Linked DNA regions of Danio rerio: region 1 is linked to region 2. The links are chromatin contacts, called in public Hi-C maps. All regions are on one chromosome and are shown on one strand. Each heading gives the region's core, a stretch centred on a gene start, on an enhancer-like site or on the middle of the called end of the contact. The rest is flanking DNA. Distances are from core to core; before and after follow the strand shown.

Evidence for each region. A called contact is a pair of places that touch in the nucleus more often than the background predicts.
Region 1: a contact with region 2 is called in a Hi-C map of embryo, with 2.3 times the contacts expected there. The contact joins the enhancer-like site here to the promoter of neo1a in region 2. A contact is called at or near these places in 2 of 18 Hi-C or Micro-C datasets (embryo and an unstated tissue) and 1 of 4 datasets of contacts at active chromatin or transcription factors (embryo).

What each region holds. Positions count from the first base shown.
Region 1 is chr7:68,826,584-68,829,766 of GRCz12tu, reverse strand. All of the region lies in intron 1 of neo1a (neogenin 1a), which reads right to left. Among named protein-coding and RNA genes, the nearest start is that of neo1a, 120 kb to the right of the region's middle. Within about 2 kb of position 1,271, at least 3 of the 62 cell types and tissues checked have an H3K27ac peak or open chromatin away from gene starts, as enhancers often do.
Region 2 is chr7:68,707,452-68,710,708 of GRCz12tu, reverse strand. It overlaps neo1a (neogenin 1a), which reads right to left and starts at 1,562. Exons shown (of 29, transcript NM_173218.2): 1 at 1,089-1,562. The coding sequence starts at 1,161.

The sequences.
Region 1 (3,183 bases), core at 22-2,521, 120 kb before region 2:
AAGTTCTTCTGGATTACTGAGATTATAAGCAGATGAGTTTGACCAAGGTGGGTAGTCCCAGATAAAGAAGGAAATAAATCAAAGGAAAGTGAGTAAACGAGTAAGTGATATACTCCTTCATGTTTAACACAGTGGTGTCCAATCCCTGAGGGTTTGTCTCCAAACAACACATTTGCCTGGAAGTTTGCAGTGAATTTGAAGACCTTGGGTGTGTCTCAATCAGTTCCCTTGTTCAGTAGTCAGCGCACTGCTCAGGTAGCCAGCTATATTAAGTGCAGTCTCACCCACAAAATTATTCCAGTGCACTAAAATGTTCACTCCCTTAAAAGTGCCACAATGCACCGTGAAAATCAGGGAGCATCGATGCTCACTATGGTCCCTTAATGAATGTTCTAAAGCACCAATTATGAGTCACGTGAACCAAATCACCAAGCATAATGACAAACAAGAGACATTTTTTCAAAAGAAACTTCTCATAATTATATTTAACCATAAAAGAACAACAACTTTATAAACAAACTTAGACCGGTACCGAACAACCTAGCAAACATTTATAACTGATTAATGGCTGAAATGTTGCTGGTATATGTAACAATCAAATTATTTATCTATAATGTGCTTTAAACAAAACAAAAAAACTATAAATTATTTATAATTAATAAATAAATTATATATTATAAATAATTTATTCAAAAATTTTAATGCTGTTCAATGAGGAAGTTTTTGTACCACACTAACCGAATTTGTGTACATGACCTACTGCTTCACAACCTCGGGAGCTAGGGATCTGATTGAGATGCAACTCTCGACTTGCTGGTTCAGGAGTGTTTAATTATGGATAAAGCTAAACTCTGCAGGACAGCAGCCCACCAGGAACAGGTTTGACAGTAGAGAATTGTTAAAGTTACCCGAGCTATAGACATTTTAGCTGCCTTTCTGAATAATAACTTACAGGCATAAAAATGTGAAAGTATTGTATTGCATCATATTTTGACTTGCTTGCACCTATTCTAAGGTTCATTCAAACAGTGAAGGTTTTATCTCACATGATTTAAAGTATCTTGTAATGGAGTTTGCGGGTGTTGGTCAGATAGGAAGTTTCAGGGTCTGTTGGTAGTAATTGTGGTCAGCCCTCTGTCCACTTAGAGGGGCCTCCTGGAACTAAACACTTATATGCTGACTCACATTTGGACTTATAGAAATGGCAACGAAAGCATTACAGCAGCTGCTTTTGTTGGCTGTACTGTTCTCCGGCTGTATAATTGCACTCTGGCAAATGTTAGGCTGTGCTCGAAAAAGTTTACTCAAGACAAATGCGAGGTAATAGTGATCCCAGCATAAACACATCTGGATTAGATTTATTTCTGTAAGATAGATGCAAGTTCTGTTCACATTGTCAACACTGTATAGTCCAAAGGTAACTGTCTAAATAGTCCAAAGTTAGCTTTTTACAAAGATTTTCCATACCAAAACTGATTATAATAGACATCATTGTAGTGTACAATGGAGTCTAAAGGTTAGTTTATACTTCAGTGTCAAGTGATTGTCATGCCCCATGGTAGTCGTGCATTCTGGGTGTTCTGCACGCTGTTTGTGTTGCTCTGCAATGACACATCCAAAACACTAGCTGGCAGAAGACTTTTATGTTCCTCTGTTTAGAGTTTGCAGGTGTTTTCTCTGAATGCTACCTTAATGTACAAGTAGCTAAAACTGCTCATTCAGAGGTGGAAACTGGTGGACGTGCTATAACTTTAATCATAAGGTAAACACTAAACAAAAGTTTCCAACTAGAGCTGCTTCATGGGACTCGACACTTGCAAGCACTCGCTCCATCGAGCTTGCAGCTATCACACACACTTGTCACAGCTACCAAGCTGACCAATCACAAAGCTTGCGGTATGTGTCGTTGCAAATATCAGCCACAGCGAGGGCTATTGGACCGCATGAAGGTTGCGCCAGGGCATACGCATGTGTTTGAGGCAGAAGTATACATTAGCCTTAAGTGTCTGAGACCACAAGTTTTACCTAGTACTGTATAATATTTCATTATAAATAAGTGCTGGGCAATAAATCGAAATAAAATTGGAATAGGAATCATGATTTAGAAAGTATCATTTCAAAATTCTTGAATTAGAACACAACTTTGCTTCTTTTTTCCATGAATTACACATTTGAACGAATCAATTGAATGAATGATTTCATTGCAAACTCTTCCGAATTTCTGGTGTCTTTTTCAACGGAAGGACGGATGACTTAAACTGAAGAGTTTAAATTGTCTGTATTTATTTGGACCATATCTGGAATATCTAACTTTATGTCAAGTGTTTCACATTGGCTTTTCATTACAGTTACCCAGAAATCAATATGTAAAATACAATAGGTGATTGTCTAGCAGAAGCCATTTTGGTAATGCTGGTTGAAAGTCTCTCCACATCATGATAACAATCACTAAACTAAGTGGTTCAGATGTCTTTTTATGTATTTTATTATTCCTTGAAAGTTGTAAGACCAAGAAAAGTTTGGTCTGAATATTGTGATAGGCTGCCCTAATGGCCTTTAAAAATAGGTAATCGCATACCTCTGTGCTCCGTTAGAAAGGATAACATCATTAGAAAGTCACAGTGAATACCAGGTATACAACATACTACCTCTTTTTTTAGGTTTGGGATTGGTTTCGTAATTACCAACTGTACTGTAAAGTTTTATCTCCGGTAAATGTTATAAGATGTATTGTAGTGATTTTGTTTAGTGCACGTTCATGCATTGGCATGGCTTTGGATGGCCATTTAAAAGCTGGCATGTGGCTTTTAAATGCTATCAGGCTAACGTTAACATTTTCCAAGATCTCCAATTAAACCTTTAAAGATTTCTCTAGATTATTTTATGCCCAGATGCGTTCCAAGATATTTTAAATAATTTCATGTACCATGCCCTATGTTACCACTATACCATAACAGAGGCGACTATCCAATAATGAATAGAGATCTAAAAGTGTTTTCCACAGATGGAAGGTCCTAAATTCCATTGGCGAGAAGGGAATTCAACCCCAGAGCAAAGCATCTGAAGATCAGCATACTTAATCATTAGCATGTTAACGGCTGTTTGGATCATGCATAGAAGAGGTGTGCAATACCATTAGCTACGACTGATGACCATCTGCTGCTACTCAGACTCTGCATCCCA
Region 2 (3,257 bases), core at 313-2,812:
TTAAATGATGCATCGTGCACATTTAGCAAGAGCTTTATAATAATCACTATGAATGAATAGTAATAAAGAACAAACAAAAGATTGATTGATTGCAATTTATACTCTCAAAAATGGCATATTTACACAGCTTTGTTAAGGCTGCTCTTTTTGCAGCTCAATATTCTGTGCCAGAATGTAATGAAATGACACATGAACAGCCCTAAAATAAAAAATGGTAGCTCTGACCCAGCTCAGTTCCTGAATCAAAGGCAAGTCTAATGCAGTGTAACTAAAATGTAACAATCACAATCGTTCTCATGTCGGAGTATGTTTTTATTATTCATAAATGTGCTTAAATTCATCATTTCTTTTATTAAATTGAAAACACTTTGTGCAGGCTTTAAAAGTCTGTATAAATATACAATTTGAGGGCATTCTGCATTACCTTTAGACACTTTTTATCTCAGGTGTGTTTTCTTTTAGGTTTCAAGCTGATGAAAGTAATTTAATTTCACTTTTCAATGCAGAACTGCATCAAGACCAATAAAAAGTGTACATATTCTTCCCAAATGCCCTTTTTAATTTTTTTTTTCAAGCATGCATTGAAAAACAAATTCAACTTCTAGCATATCTGCACTGTACAACAATGTTTAAAATCCTAATATAAACTTCTTATGTGTAGTATGATGCAAAAGAAACACTCTTTAAGCCCAATAGAAATTAGGTTATTAGCCTAAAATGAACAATCATTTACGCTGTTTTCCATCAAGCCAGTTTGGTGACTCATTTGTTAATAATAATGAGATTTTCTATTCAGGTGGACATGTTAAGGTGTTAATGCAGATCATACATTTTCCATAAATTAGATTTTCAGAGCAAATATGAAGACCACGGCTGGATTAGACGTAATGTTTTGATTAATGGGGCTGTCAGCAGTACGTGTTCAATGAACTGGATAAATACCATTGATTTTCAAAGTTAGTTGAGATTAAAATGTTAGTCACACACACTCGTTCCTGCACATATTTACACATATTTCACACTCTTGGGAACAACAGGGAGCGGGCTGCGCCGCAGAAAGTTTGAATGCTCTTCAATCCCATTCTTACCTTTTTCAGCATGTGAAACTGTGATCGTGAGGCAGAAAAGAGAGAGGAGCAGCCGGGCTCCCCGCTCCGCCATCACTTTAAACACGAATAAAAGAAGTGTGAAAAGCCACGGAATCAATCCTTATTTAAAATCCCTCTGATCGTGCGCACGGAGCAGTTCAACAGTGTGAACACATCCGGAACGAGTTACTTCCGAAAGTTGCCGAAGGAAACATGAAGCTCGTTGAGCAGAGACACACGACCAGTCGCAGAAATGCGCTTTGAAACTTCAACAGGCGACCGAGAAAAATCAAAGTCAATCCATATTTCCGAGATTAGACCAACGCCGAGCTGGAGTGTAGCGAAATGCGAGGCGTCAGCGCAGACATAATGTGTAAAGGTGAAGAGAGAGAGAGAGAGTCAGTCCGGACGGTTGGAGATATTTTTCACTGATCTCACTGAGAGAGAAAGAGAGCAGTAGGAATTCAGATCGGAACCTGGGAAAGCCGGAAGTGGATTTCAAAGAGATCGGGATTCACCTTACTTGGCAACCACAAAAGCCTGAAATGGCGTTAAAAATGTTTTTTTCTAGACAACAATTTGAAGTCTTTTTTTTTTTTTTAGATAGATTTATAATTATATTATTGTTAAAAGTGATTTGTTACCACTATCATACCCTCTTATATATAGGGTACGGTAGTGGTTATAAAAATCACTTATATTGTAAACTTTACATTTATGGGGCTAAAATCAAGAAAATCGTTCATTCATTCGTTCTCTTTTTGGCTTAATCCCTTTATTAATCTGGGGTCGCCACAGCGGAATGAACCGCCAACTTATCCAGCATATGTTTTACGCAGTAGATGCCTTTCCAGCCGTAACCCATCCCTCGGGAGACACTCATACACTCTCATTATCACACATATACAATATGAACAATTTAGCTTACCCAATTCACCCATACCACATCTTTGAACTTGTGGGGGAAACCGGAGCACCTGGAGGAATCCCGGGCAAACGCGGGGAGAACACACAAATTTCACGCAGAAATGCCAACTGACCCAGCCGGGGCTCAAACCAGCAACCTTCTTGCTGTGAGGTGACAGCGCTACCCACTGCCCTGCCTAAAATCAAGAAATAATTTTTATTATTGGTTTTAAATTAAACTGCATGGGTCACCCCAAAGTGCAAATTTGCTACTATTTTACTCACCACATAACATACAAGCAGGGGTGAATTTAACCAATAAGCGAGGTAAGTGGCCGCTTAGGGTCCCAGAAAATCTGGGGGACCCCAATAAATATCTAGAAGTATAAATGATCTATAAACAATATATAACATCGTTTTCTATCATATTTTGTATAGTGAGAGTCAAGCTAATAAAATTTGAACACAAATATTATTTAATATGCGATAAAATGTAATATTATTTATTATAATAATGTATCGTTATGTAATGATAATATTATAAAACAAAATATCCACCACCCCAAGTCATGGAGCAGTCCAGCAGTCAAATTTACAAAATTATTTTTAGTTGTAAATTCATTTTAAGGAAACAAATAATTTAAAATGTAGAGAATGCATTAAGATAAAACCTAGAAAAGGGTTAAGTGATATATTTAAAAATAAACAAAATAAATAAAAGTTAAATATAAGTACAAGGGGAGCACCTCAGGACTTGGGCCCCATGGCTGAATTTGCTGAGGGCTCTTAAATCTCTAAATCCACCCCTACATACAAGATCACATATACAATGCAAACAGGAATATTTTTCACGAGTGATTACTAATGTTGGTTAGGTTACTTTTTAAAAGTAGTCTAATTACCAATTACTTCATTAAAATTGTTTTTCAATTACTTTTTCCAATTACAATTACTATTTACCTCCTTGACTCAATACTAAAAGTTAACGTAATTCACAATGCATATAGACAATTAAAATAAACTCTTAAAATTCTTTAAGTTTGTGTTAAACAGGACATTTAAAAAATTTTTATTAACACTTTAAACAAAATATGTACCAAAATAAATGTAGCAAGGTGGCTAAGTGGTTAGCATTGCCGCCTCACAGCAAGAAGGTTGCTTGTTCGAGTTCAGACTGGACCAGGAGGCCTTTCTGTGTGGAGTATGCATGCTCTTCCCATGTCTGCGTAGAACACCTATGGGTGCTCAAATTTCCCTCAGTCC